2 separate regions of the Zea mays genome follow, and region 2 is linked to region 1. Evidence: chromatin contacts called from public Hi-C data. All regions are on one chromosome and are shown on one strand. Each heading gives the region's core, a stretch centred on a gene start, on an enhancer-like site or on the middle of the called end of the contact. The rest is flanking DNA. Distances are from core to core; before and after follow the strand shown.

The links. Hi-C and Micro-C count contacts between places; a contact is called where the count stands out from the background.
Region 2: a contact with region 1 is called in a Hi-C map of tassel, with 5 times the contacts expected there. The contact joins the promoter of LOC100281038 here to the promoter of LOC107522027 in region 1. A contact is called at or near these places in 3 of 25 Hi-C or Micro-C datasets (ear, leaf and tassel).

Annotation. Positions count from the first base shown.
Region 1 is chr5:60,981,319-60,988,546 of Zm-B73-REFERENCE-NAM-5.0, reverse strand. It overlaps LOC107522027 (Peptidyl-prolyl cis-trans isomerase CYP20-1), which reads right to left and starts at 2,665. Exons shown (of 7, transcript NM_001322122.1): 1 at 2,506-2,665; 2 at 2,278-2,374; 3 at 2,077-2,124; 4 at 1,901-1,924; 5 at 1,602-1,787; 6 at 1,397-1,472; 7 at 750-1,259. The coding sequence starts at 2,580. The coding sequence ends at 1,082. LOC118472016 reads left to right here and starts at 7,081. Exons shown (of 14, transcript XM_035959049.1): 1 at 7,081-7,228. LOC111589269 (a long non-coding RNA gene) reads left to right here and starts at 4,589. Exons shown (of 2, transcript XR_002748268.1): 1 at 4,589-4,981; 2 at 6,585-6,622.
Region 2 is chr5:61,129,104-61,136,061 of Zm-B73-REFERENCE-NAM-5.0, reverse strand. LOC100281038 (arogenate dehydrogenase) reads left to right here and starts at 4,459. Exons shown (of 1, transcript NM_001153957.2): 1 at 4,459-5,948. The coding sequence starts at 4,597. The coding sequence ends at 5,679. LOC103626428 (zinc knuckle (CCHC-type) family protein) reads left to right here. Exons shown (of 6, transcript XM_008646838.3): 6 at 1-971. The coding sequence ends at 424.

The DNA of each region.
Region 1 (7,228 bases), core at 1,416-3,915:
AAAAGCACCTCGAGGGGTAACCCCGGGTGCGCGGTCGGGCTCCAAACACCGATAGTATGCGCATTGAATGCCCCTGTCCCCTGCGAACTTCGGCTTAGTCTTGCCCTGAGTTTGTCTTACTTACCCTAGGCCAGCTTAGGCGAGGCGAAGACTGCCCTTCTGGGAAAGGGGACCTCGGTCAGGACGAGGATTCTCCCAAGAACACACCTAGTCCGAGGGCAGGCTCGGACGAGGCGAAGTTATGGTGACCACTGAGAGGGGCCTCAGGTGAAGCATGGCTTATGATCATTCGTCCTCGGAGGAATGTACCTTGATGGTGGTTTAGAGGTTAAGCATGTTTTAGGGGTGTAATCTAGGTACCCATATTTACTATATCCGACAATACTAATATGAGGAATAGAGTCATTTCATCAAATTTGAGGAAGGGAACCATAATGCACCACCTCATTTCATTTTGGATAGAGTGATTCTTCAAACCAAACACCCCATTAGAGTCGAATTCGAGTGATTTTATTAATTAATTGCTTGTGAAATTCATACTTAGGGCGTTTGGCAGAGCTCCCACAGCTTTGCTCCCAGCGAGAATCACTCCCATTAAGCTAAATGGTAAAAAACTGAACTACTTCATGGTGGAAGTGGAGTGAATATAGTCTCTATCTTGTACTAGAAAGTGAGAGCCAAAAAAACCTGCTCTCCGCCCTCTAAGCCCTCAGCAATCACTTCACGACCCATTTGGCAAACGGTTTTCATCAAATAGCAGATTCACTTTTGTTAGAGAATCACACGGAATTACCCTATTAGAGAATCATGTAGCGGAGCTATATGCCAAACGAGCCACTCTCTGTACAATCAAAGCATGCATTTGAAACGGATCTCGGTACACGTACGTACACGTCAGCATGATCTCTCCGTACAATCAAAGCAACACAAGTGGCCTTAATTTGGCAGTCTTTCAATTCACCATGATCTGAAGAAGAGCACGTCTTATATAATTAACCATGCACACGTTTGGTTTCTTAACGAACAAGACAGATCGATCGGATTGATGGATCGTGCAGTGAGTCGTTCTCCTCGTCATCGATCAGAGGTCACGATGGCCGGCGGCGGCGGGCGCTGGCAGCTGGCCGCTGTTGGCTATGACGACCTTGGCCTTGGGCACGCCGGTGAGCTGGCCCTCGGCTTCGATCTTGCGCACGACGTCCATCCCTTTCACCACCTTGCCGAACACCACGTGGCGCCCGTCCAGCTTCTTGGGCAACCTTTGTTTGCAATTTCGCATGCACACGTTAATTTTTTTTAAAAAAAACATCACACATCTGCATGCATGTGCTCAAGAAAAAAAAAAAGACATCACACATGCAAGAGGGGATCGAGATCTGTCTATGACTACTGTTACCGGTTTTCGTCTACGGTGGTGATGAAGAACTGGGAGCCATTGGAGTCGGGCCCGTAGTTAGCCATGGACAGCGTACCTGCAGCGCAGCAGACCATCAGCGCTGATCGAAGACAGACAGTGTTCAGACGTCGTCGTCGTCCACGCATGAGCGCAAGCATGCATGCTTCCCATTGATCATCAGAGGGTCAGCTAGTAGCTAGCGTACCGGCTTTAGCGTGGGTGTGCTTGAAGTTCTCGTCGGAGAAGATGGTGCTGCCGTAGATGGACTCGCCCCCCGTGCCGTTGCCGTTGGTGAAGTCGCCTCCCTGGATCATGAACCCCGGGATGATCCTGTGGAACGTCGACCCCTTGTACCACAGAGGCTTGCCGGACTTGGCAATTCCTTTCTCCCCTGCGCGTGCGTGCGTATACGTACGTGTGTACGTGTGTGTATTATATATATATAATGACGACGGATTCTTTGTACACATACAGTGTCCCATGCATGAACACAAGCTAGCGTACCTGTGCAAAGTGCTCGGAAGTTCTCTGCGAAAAAAAGGAAGAAAGAAAACGCATGCATACATGGCATGCATGGACGGTGTATCAGTTAGGGCCTTAGGGGTTCCTAGCAACAACGTACGACGACATTTTGTCGCGACGATGATGATCTGTGAACTATATATATATAGCGTATATACCTGCTGTTTTAGGAACGGTGTCCCCAAACAGTCCCAGCACGATCCGGCCTGCGTAGATGTGTGTACATGTGAAATTGAGTTGTGATTAGGAGCGGCCGGCAACAACGCGTACATGCATGCAGGCAGAAGGCTGGGTCCGACGACGTATATATATCCATGCATACATGATGCATGCACCGCACGGCGCACGCACGTACGAACCTGCAGGCTTGCCGTCGATCTCGATGTCCAAGAAGGTCTCGGCCGTGACCTTGTCCAGGTCCGCCGCCGATGCCGATGGTCCTCCTCCTTGCGCCCCCTGGATTCGACAGCGACAATGGCAATGGCATGCATCAGAAGAGCTGCATGCTGGACTGCTGGTTCGACATGATGGATCGTCGGCGGAGCCACTAATATTCAGAGAATGACCAATGGAACCGAGCACCGTACGTGGGCCAGCGCCAGCGTGGCCGCGGCGAGAGCGAGGCACAGGCACGTCGCCGCCGATGAGCTGCGCGGAGCCATCGATCGCCGCCGCCGGGTATCTGGTTCCTCCCTCCTCGATCGTCGCCGGCGGTCCTGCGTCTCTCTCTCTCTTCGCTCCTTTTCCTGCAGGCTGCAGCGCCACGTCCGTCCTCTCGATCCTTATAAAGGAGGAGGGCGGGCGCTGGCTGACAGGTGGGGGCGAGGCAGGAATAACGATGGCCCTACGAATTATAGACGCCACGCCACGCACGTCGGGGATTCACGCAACTGCTTGTCACTCTGTTGTTGCCTAGAAATAGATGCTGCCGCTCTGTTGGATTTGGATTTGGGGCACAGCGGCAGGCACATCCCAAACATCACAAGCTTGCACGCATGCTACCACAGCCTCGTCAAGGCGACAAAACATCCTGCTCAATTCCGAGACATCCTACAATTACAATGTGCAGGCTCCTGGCCGGCCCCTATTGGGCCTAGTACGTTTGGGTACGCAACTGGAGTGGTTCAAAGGGAATTGGATGGTATTTAAATCCACTCAATAGAGCAAAATCGCCCTCAATATCTTTTGATCCACTCCAATTCCTCTCATTCCAAGAGTACCGAACTAGGCTAGTGCCGGCTATAGATGGCCAATAAGCACGAGGCCCGCGAGCCCGACACGAAGCCCGCTGTTTGGGCCCGATCCGAGCCCGGCATGGCTCGGTTCTATGCGGGTTCGGGCCGGCCCGACACGAATAAACGGGCCGGACTCGGACAGAAAACTAGTCACGGTGGGCTAGCCCGGCATGACACGTTTACCTCTAATCCCGTTTTTTTTTTGCACTAAACCGTGCTTACCGGCCCTCTTAGCTCGTTTTCGACCCACTTTTTCCGTGCTAAACGGGCCCACCCGACCCGTTTAGGCCCGCGGCAGGCCAGGCTCTGACAAGAAAACAAACCCACGGGCTTAGACAGTCCGTCCGGATTTTCTAACCGTGCCTAACGGGTCTGATTCAAAACGAACCAGGCTTCACCGGGCCAGACCGGACCAGACGGCCCGTTTGGCCATCTCTAGTGCGGGCCTTGAGGCTGGGGCAAAGGAGTGACCGCACCAGGCCCCAGATCCTAATTATATACTTGGTAGTTACTATATATATATATAGAGCTCAATAGTCTAGTAACGAGTATTAAAGAGTTGGCAACATCGACGTGTCTATGACACTCTGACCCAACCACATTTCAACATGTTAGAATAAACATTTTAAGAAAATATCGTAATACTTATCTTTTATTTAATTATTGTTTGATATAAATATTATATATATATATATATATATATAAATTTTTCATATCAGTAATATATATTCAAAATAAATAATTAAAGAATAATCAGAAAAGTCTCTACTATTTTAAATTTTGCTTCGGACAATTAATATGTAAGCAGGTACTAGGTGCAAGCACGCAAGCAGACTTTTTACTCCGTTAGATTTAGATCTAACAGTATGTTATATTTAGCACTTAAACTCTTCCAGCACCACCTGTTACAGCTTTACAAAAAACTCTCTAACAAACCACAATTGTATATACCGTTGGATACAGATCTAACGGACTAAAAGTGTGCTTGCACGTTTGCACGTAGTACCTGCTTGCATATTAGTCGTTGCCAAAATCTAATAACTGTGTCATCTAGGCCTTAAGAGTATATACGGCTACTATCATCGTCTTTTGGGTGCTGGAGCTTGGGGAAACGACCTTGTGGATGTTTATCGAAGGACATGCTGGTTTTATGCAAGCTCAGCTTCTTATCTCCTCTATTAACTCATGTTACAATCGTGTTTACTTGGATACATGCTTCATTGCAACGACATTCCATGTATGTGGATATATGATTTGTCGAGATTATTGACGCGGATCTAACTACGACTCTGAGTTTAGAGCAACTCCATGTCAACGCGGATTTGCAAAATGCCTTGAATGGATAAAAAAATAAAAACCACTTAATTCCTTATACATCTTGCTCGGTATATTATGTCCCTCGCTAAGCATTTTCCTATATACAATACCGGTTCAAAGCGGCGTTCTTCACGCTATCCACGTCAGCGGAAATTTTTTTAGCTACTCGATTGTGGATCAACGGCTCACATATCTCTGAAGACCACTCCCTCGTTACCTTCGCTGCTTCTGGAAATACAATACCGGTTCAAAGCGGCGTTCTTCACGCTATCCACGTCAGCGGAAATTTTTTTAGCTACTCGATTGTGGATCAACGGCTCACATATCTCTGAAGACCACTCCCTCGTTACCTTCGCTGCTTCTGGAAATTTCCTCTCCTCAGTCCTCACACAGTCAAACTTCCATCTTGTCCCTCATCCTTGCTCCCTCCGCCGCGTCTTCCGTTTCCAGCCTCCGCCGCGTCTTCCGTCTCGAGCCTCCGCCGCGTCTTCCGTCTCCAGCACTCCAGCAGGTTTGCTTTCCTTTCTTTTTTTCCCCCGAATTGTATAGTTGCGGCAGATCTGCCGGTTCGTTGTTTGATTTTTTTACCCCCCAAATCGGTGACCTTGCTCAGCTTGCTGCTCGCCATTCCTCCCTCCACCTCCTCATTGCGTGGGCCGCTGCACTGAGCAGCAACAACCAGCAGATCTGCCGGTTCGTTGTTTGATTTTTTTACCCCTCAAATCGGTGACCTTGCTGCTCGACATTCCTCCCTCCACCTCCTCATTGCGTGGGCCGCTGCACTGAGCAGCAACAACCAGCAGATCTGCCGGTTCGTTGTTTGATTTTTTTACCCCCCAAATCGGTGACCTTGCTGCTCGCCATTCCTCCCTCCAGTCCTTCTGTCCGCAGCCTACCACACACGCCACGCCTCGCCTCTGCCGCGCGCACGAGGGCGTCGCCTCCTCTCAAAGACTCGACTCCGCCCCTGCAGGCAACTGCAAGGCTGGCACTTCATCCGGCGGCGGCGATGGCGGAGCCGCGGGGCGGGAAGAGGGACGTGCTAGGGTGGCTGGAGTAGTGCCGCGGTTGGATGGCCATCGTGGGGGAGTTCCTCTTCCAGCGCATCACCGCCAGCCACCTGGCCAACCCGCTCGAGCTGCCCCCGCTCGATGGCGTCTCCATCGTTGTTCTAATTGATTTTTTTACCCCCCAAATAGGTGTGCTTTTTCTATTCAATGAAATGTCCATGCCCATCGCTGCCCAATTTTGTGTCTGAATATGTGTAGGTGTGAATCGTGGTGCTTGCAAAGTGGTAATGTGCCCGATGTTGTAGTAGTAGTAACAGTGCCATAGTGCTGTTCGATGTTACTGTCTTGAGTTCATGCCTTCAGGTGCTGAAGAGTGAAGGCGCCACTAAAATCCAGTTTTCCGTTTCTCCAGAATCTGGAAGTCCTTTGGAGTATGCCATAGTTCCATGTATGTATCATGGAAAATCTTAGCACTGCAGCCCGATGCTATTACGTAATGTCACCAACCTAGTGGTAGGCATCTGATGGATTACAATGTAGTAACACGCATGCCATTTGTAAGCGTGGAATATTATTGAGAAAATTTTCTCGCCACAGTTTGGTATTTTAGTTAAGTTTGGAACAAGAGACAATAACTTCATTGGATGACCGTACAAATTTTTGTAACTGATAGAGACAATCCTATGGGCGTATTATGCGAACAAAACAAATAGATTGTTACTAGATTTAGAATGTGTTCTGTCTGGACATTAAACATGTGTGAATTGTTTGTGGTCACAAATAAACTGGTTCCGACAACGTGTTTTTTTCCCGTCGTCGATTTACATATTATTTGGTTTGTAATTCGGTTTTTCTTCTTCACCTCAGTGAGGTTTTTTTAATGGTTATAAATAAACTGGTTCTAACAACGTGTGCTTTTTCGGTTTCACTTATTTACCTCAATGAAGTTGGGAGACCCCAGAAAAAAAATAACACTTTCTGCCTTCAGGTGCCAAATGGCGATGCCTTCTAATTATGTGTTGTAGAATATAAAGGTGTTCATTATGTGTCGTAGGATATAAAGGTTTTTGCCCAGCTTCTAAGTTCTGAATTTTCATCATGTAGGTCATATTCGTCCTCTGCTGAAGACAAAATTCGTGAGGTAAGTCTTTTCATACCTTCTGTTTCGAAGTGCCTTGGGTTCTATTGCACTGCTGCGTGAATTATTCCATTTTGTAGCATTTCATCCCAACCCACTTGGTTCATGTACTGATTTTGCTATGTACTGTGATCCCTTTCTAACAACAAATTTAATAGTTTTGTTCATACACTGTTTCCTAATTAGTGATGAAGACATCAACCTATTTATCCTTGGGTAGCAACCAATGCATCTGCTATGTATATGATTTCTCTCTACTTCCTCCTCTACCGAATTGGCTAATTATATGTGTACACCAAAAGTACCATGAATAGTTCATTCCAAAAAAGGTACAGTTAACAATCTACACAGTTTGCATTTTCCCCGTGCTTTGTAAACTGTTAACACAACCATGTGGTAATACATATCTGATGATCACTATATAATTGATCTGTACAAACATGTACATATACAATACCGGTTCAAAGCGGCGTTCTTCACGCTATCCACGTCAGCGGAAATTTTTTTAGCTACTCGATTGTGGATCAACGGCTCACATATCTCTGAAGACCACTCCCTCGTTACCTTCGCTGCTTCTGGAAATACAATACCGGTTCAAAGCGGCGTTCTT
Region 2 (6,958 bases), core at 3,210-5,709, 150 kb before region 1:
CAGGCGGCGTTCGAGGGAGAAACGTCACTACAGTTATTCACCAAGTTCTTCTGAGAGAGGCAGGCATTCTCTACGGCACAAGGAGAAACAATATTACAGTGACTCAAGTTCTGATCGGAGCCATCGACACTCGAGAAGATCGAGGGAGAAGAGACATGATAGAGACTCAAGTTCTCCTGATGCCATCAGGCGCTCAAGTAGATCGACGGAGAAACAGCGCCGTCCTGATACAAGCCCACGTCATGCCAACGGGCATTCAAAGAAATCAAGTGGCAAGCAAGACTATACTGAGCGTAGCCGTTACGAAACCAGTAGACATTCAAGGAGATCTCAGGAGAAACGGCACTACCCTGATTCTAGCGCCTCTGATTACTCGGACTCTGATCAGCACAAAAAACATCGCCACCATCATAGGAGAAAATGAACTGGCAGTGTATAAGGTAAAATGCCCTATCTGAAGTAGTGATATTTATATATCTGGGGACCGCTCTGGATGTGACGCATTAAGGGTACCTTGTCCCTTTCTTGAGATCACCAGAATCCGCCTGGAGTCTTGTGCTCGGTGGCTGATCTCAGGGCTTTGTGATGTTATTACAGTAATGTACACGGTGTAACAGAGTTTCTTCATACTGGGAGAATGGTTGTTTGGGTCTTCAAACGGTTGTGTTGTTGTAGAACGTGGTGGGGGGCGTAACGTCACGGGCTGTTTAGTTCTGTGCCTGAGCTAGCCTTCTGATCTACTGTGGACTCACTAATAAGCTTCATGTGAAATGTGTAGCACTTGTACGCAAGAGTGCTTCCCAAATGCCAGGACTTCATTGTTTATGGCTCCAACATTGAACGTTTTATCTTTTCTTAGCTGTTTTAGAAGTTGTAACGTCCTTACTAAGGCTGTATGCATGGAAGTGCAAAAGACTGGAACTTGTTTCCATTATAGAAAAAAAATGACAGGACTTCAGAAACACTTTTGAGAACCTGGAATGGTTTACCTACTCCCGGTGGCAATACCTACCAAACACTTTGGCCTCTAAATGCTAGGTAAAACCACTTTTTTCTTCCTCTTGTGATGTGCTGAGCATGCATCTAGTTATGGGAGTGAGGCAAGTATAGCATGGGTACAGCAATTAGCACGTTTTGGTAACGTCTTCGTCAAAATAAGCACGTTTGGTAACGTGGATACTGGAAAATGTGTAGCTTTGAGAGTTAAACTGATGGGCAACCCATTGGGGTAGACATGAATGCGAGCTTTCTATCCATTATAGGACTATCAAACATTCATTGTGATGGGTCCATCTCCACTTGGTTGATTTACCTCCTACAACAACTACAATAATGGTTAGAAAAATGATGGTATTGAAATACACCTACTAAATATTGAGTAAGGTCATTGTAGGACACCCCTCAATGTGTCAGGTATACCAGATGGGCTATGGGCTATTGTCGTGTCAGGTATACCAAATGGCCTATGGCTATTGTCAAGTATGTCTGATGGGCTATGTGGGCTGGAGGAGAGATATAAGTAAATGTTGAATACTCTATACGAGCGACAACTTCCGTTCGGTCTTTCTTCTTCCCCACGTTGTAGTTCTTCTACCCTTTCTTCATTCTCTCTGTTGAGTCCATTCGTTCCTCCCGTCAAGCATTTCTTACGTCGGAGCCACGGAGAGGGGTGCTAACACAATGTTAATATCAATATACACCATTCAACGGTATCTTTGCTGTCAGTATCCTAAATATGGAGTACCCACTCCTGCTGGGTCTAGGCGGGGCCATGGATGACGAGCAGTCTACTCCAACCTAGAGTTGGACTCGGCAGGGCCACTGGCCTCTGGGTCACCGGCGTCATCACATACCCCGATAGTGAGATTACTCAACATCTACAGTCTAGGGTCGGACCCCAGTAGGACGGTCCCGGACCCCTGCGTGTGCCATCCGGACCTCCAACTAGGGGAGGTTCGGTGCTGCCAAGTGTCCAGGCCATCGCGGATGGGACACGAACCTCCATAAGTGCCTTCCAGACCCCGGCCAGGGGCGCGGCGCTTCCGCATGGCCCAAGACATATCGCGGAAGCCACCATGCTTCGTTTGACGTAAGCCTCTGACACCAGGACCGCCTGCATTAAATATGGGCAGGATTTGCACCTGTCCACATCAGGGGCAGGTAGCATGTACCTCGTATTAAATGCATGCAACGTGTGCAGTCCATAAGGCTTGGGGCGCGCTAATAACTCGCATGTTACCGAGACGAAGACCATTGACCCACTGCGCTGTGCGTGGGTAACTCCCATCATGACTTCCACAATTCCCGTTGTCGAGCCATGCATGAGACAGGCGGAGGAGACAGGACAACACCATCCACCTACTCCCCTACGCAAGACGACGAGGCAACCGACACCGCTTGAAAGTCACCTAGAGGGGAGTGAATAGGCGAAACCTGAAAAATTATAAACTTTAAAGACAAAATTCACCCGAGTTTAGCATTTAGAACTAGTAATAATGAAATCAGAGTGCGGAAGATAGTTCTTCTTGCCACGAGTTGCTCAATCAATGCGGATAACCTTGGGAGCTAACTTAAAACGATCTCATGCAAGAGAACTTAGAGAGATGGGAGAGGAAGAATCAAATCGCAAAGCAAGATTAACACATAGACAAGAGTGATTTGTTTCCGGGGGTTCGGTTCCGAAGAATCTACTCCCTATTGAGGAGGCCACGTAGACCAGGTCTTTCAACCCTTTCCCTCTATCAAAGGGTTGCTTAGACCAGTTGAGTGCTTCTTCTTAATCTCGAGGGTCACTTAGACCCCGCAAGAATCACCACACAATTAGGTGTCTCTTACTAGCTTTACAAATCACTAAGAGTCTAGAAGGAGATGAAGAAAGCACGATCAAGAAACCAAGCCAAAAGAGCAACAACAAAATCACAATGTCACACTCTCTTGAGTCTCTCCAAAGCACTAATCACTAATGATCTTGAAACACAGTTATGGCACTTATAAAGGACTTTGAAGTTGAGTGCGGATAAAGTGAAGAACTTGCTCTAAGCAATGTATGAAAGTTGTAGAGGCTTGGGTGAATTGAATGGAGTTGATTGGGAATGTATTTATAGCCCCTCAATCACCACATAGTTGTTGCTAACTTTCCTGCTACACGCGGACGGTCCGCCCCTGCATATCAATGGTTGAAATCGCAACGGTCGTCAGTAACGATTATAAGTGCATTAAATGTGTCGTCAGATGTCAGATAAAGCAGTCGCAGACGATCTGGGCGTGCCCCTGGACGCTACACAAGGACGCTAAAAATGATTTTTACCGAACCCGACACCTTCGAGTTTTCAACTAGACAAACTAGTTAGTCCATAAGGTTGTGATGTCATCAAGCACCAAAAGCAATTAGAGAAAATGGTAAAGACCATTTCCCTTTCACCGGTGCCTACACAGTTGTCTTCACCCTCATGCCGACGAGACAGGACGAAGGTGCGGCTGGGCATGGAATCCGCACGGTGACCAAATGAAGATCTTGAACCGCAGGATTAATAGCTCCAAGTTCCGTTTTTTATACAGCTAAGGCCCACCTGTCGGGGCTCCTCATTGCCCATGTACATGCCTCCCTTTGGCTGTAAAAGGGAGGGCATGCACGCTACTTAGAAATAGACACACACACGACACACGGGACCAGACTCGAGCCTATACAGGGACTCGGGGACGGGAAATTCACTCTTGAACTCCCTCGGAGGCATCTCCAACCAGTCTCATACATTGTCAAGCTCTCAGCAATATAACTCACAAGTAGAGTAGGATTACGCTCTAGCGGTCTGAACCACTCTAAACCATCGTGTGTTCTTGTGTTCGTCCATCTCTCCAGACAAACCCTAGATTGTCCCCTGTTCTTAGGATTAGTAAGGGACATTCCGTCACCCAGCTGGAGTTTTTATCTTCGACATTTGCTATAAGACATTTTCCAATTATGATAATTTACTCCTAGACGTTTTCCAATAGCAAAAAATAGTTACCGGAGGAGATACAAAAATTGTTTTGGATTTTGTTCTTTCCAACAATCCCCTTTATTTGAAGGGAACGAGGCTATGATTTGAGGAACTGGTGATTTTTTTCATTCGAGTTGGGTCTGGAGAGCCCTGTAACTTTTTTGGTTATTCCTATCTCATGTAAATTGGATGTGATTGAAAAAAATTATAATTTTTTTAACTTGTTTTGTATTGAAACCCACTAAATCTCATCCAATTTACATAGACTGAGAATAATAAAACGAACCACCTTAACGTGGCTGTCGTATTTTCAGCTGGAGCTGCGGTTGCAACTTTAGCTGCAGCGAAAGGATGCGTTGTTGTAAATACAAGTCCAAGACTCCCCAACAAATGATCCTAGCAGGTGTCTGTCACCTACTACTTAGGTTGGGTCGTTCGGTGTGATGTGATGTTGACACGCACACGCACTCCCATCTAATTCTCCAGCGACCAACCACACCCAAAGGCCCAAGTAAACGCCAGAGAGGAGAGGAGAGGAGAGGAGTGGAGAGCAGAGGAGAGCAGCAGCCAGCCAGCAGCAGCAGCCGAGAGCCCAACCCCAACTCCACAAGCAAAGATGCTGTCGTCTTCCACCTCCACCCTCCGCCTCCACCAACCAACCCGACCCCACCGGCGCCACCCGCCGGCCCCGGCCTTGGGGGTCGCCACCCACCTGGCCTCCCCGCGGCGGTGGCGCGGACACGCCCCGGGGGCGGGGGCGCCCCTCCGCGCGCGGCCCCAGCGCATCCGCGCGGTGGACGCCGCCCAGCCGTTCGACTACGAGTCCCGCGCGGCGGGGCTGCTGGAGGAGCGGCAGCGGCTGAAGATCGCCATCGTCGGGTTCGGCAACTTCGGGCAGTTCCTGGCGCGCACGTTCGCGCGGCAGGGGCACACGCTGCTGGCGCACTCGCGGACGGACCACACGGCGCTGGCGACGACGCTGGGGGCCACCTTCTTCGCGGACCCGCACGACCTGTGCGAGTGCCACCCGGACGTGGTGCTCCTGGCCACCTCCATCCTGTCGGCCGAGGCCGTGCTGCGCTCGCTCCCCGTGCACCGCCTCCGCCGCAACACGCTCTTCGTGGACGTGCTGTCCGTGAAGGAGTTCCCCAAGAACCTGCTGCTCAGCTCCCTGCCCCCCGACTTTGACGTCATCTGCACGCACCCCATGTTCGGGCCGGAGTCGGCGCGCGACGGCTGGGACGGCCTGCCCTTCGTGTTCGACCGGGTCCGCGTCGGGGACTGCCCCGCGCGCCGCGCCCGCGCCGACGCCTTCCTCAACATCTTCGAGCGCGAGGGCTGCCGGATGGTGGAGATGTCCTGCGCCGAGCACGACGCGCACGCCGCCGAGACCCAGTTCCTGACGCACACCGTGGGGCGGATGCTCGCCATGCTGGAGCTGCGCTCCACGCCCATCAACACCAAGGGCTACGAGACGCTGCTCCGCCTCGTGGACAACACCTGCAGCGACAGCTTCGACCTCTACAACGGCCTCTTCATGTACAACAAGAACTCCACCGAGCTGCTCAACCGCCTCGAGTGGGCCATGGACTCCGTCAAGAAGAGGCTCTTCGACGGCCTCCACGACGTGCTTCGGAAGCAGCTCTTCGAGGGGTCCCCGCACGCCCCCGACGTCTCCTCCTCCAACGTCCGCAAGTAGACACGGCCGCCGCCGGGGGGGGGGGGGGGGGGTTCGTCTCGCCCCCAATCTCATCATCATCTGTTGTTAGTAATAAATTAAATTCCAGTTCCAATTCTCCTTGCCATTGTATTTGTAGTACCAGCCTGTATCTGTATTCTCCGTTTCTCCTCCCAACTCCCTCCTGTCAGTTCAGTTTTACAGTTGAGGGATGAAATGTGGCAGCTTGGCATTGCAATTTGTGACAAACAAACTGAATAAATAAGCAATCTTTGGCATTGCAAGTCTGTAATAATAACACCAGGACGAGGGAAAATCAGAAGAGGTCTCAAATACAGTGCGCAGTCAAAAACCAGATGGCTTTCGGGTCCCTAATTCATGAACGCTGCTGCTGCTGATTACGGTTGGTAAGCTGCTTTCTTGACAGCGGTGGCAGGAACACTGACTGGGTCAGGTGCAACACCACAGAGAAAACTAAAAACCGTGTGCTTCGGGGGCGCTGCACCGCCGTGGAAAAACAGCTTCTGGTATAGGTCCGGGTCACATCGTTGTCAGCGGAGTGCTCTGTCTGTCTGTCTGTCTGTGAGAATCGCGCGGTTGTTAGAGCAAATGGTTGGTCGGAGCTGAAGGTGCTGTGGAAGTAGAGATGCCCACCATTTAAATGGGCATTTAGGGTGTGTTTGGTATGTATATAGTGAGATGAAAGGGGGCGGATATAGTTGGTTGGATAAGAGTCACGTATGAGTGAAGTAAACATCGGAGTAGTTTTTTGTGACAACGTGACCCAAAAAATCAAGGGAACTGTGTCAACCCCGCTCCATCATATTTTGACCTCAAATCAAACATATCCTAATTCATTAGGATATATATATATATATATATATATATATATATATATATATATATATATATATATATATATATATATATATATATATATATATATATAGACTTAATATTTTAATTGTGGATTTTTTATTGGGAAAAAGCCTTTACTCAATGGGTAAAATGGGTATTAGAACGTTACACCTTAACTCATGCCCCGTTAACCCGTGGATATAAAATATCCACTATAAACTTAGTCTAAAGGCATGAATTTGAGCTTCATTCATCCATCTCTTTTACTATTTAACAATCTTTTAAGGCATAGTGTCATAGAAGGCTTAACGGCTATTTGATGACCATAATGAACATGTAATATGCTATGTAGTACTATCTAATGTTGCTACTTTATCCAATTATCTTTGGTGTTGTTGAATGGATGGTTAAATGATGCTAAAAAAATTATAACAATATTTAG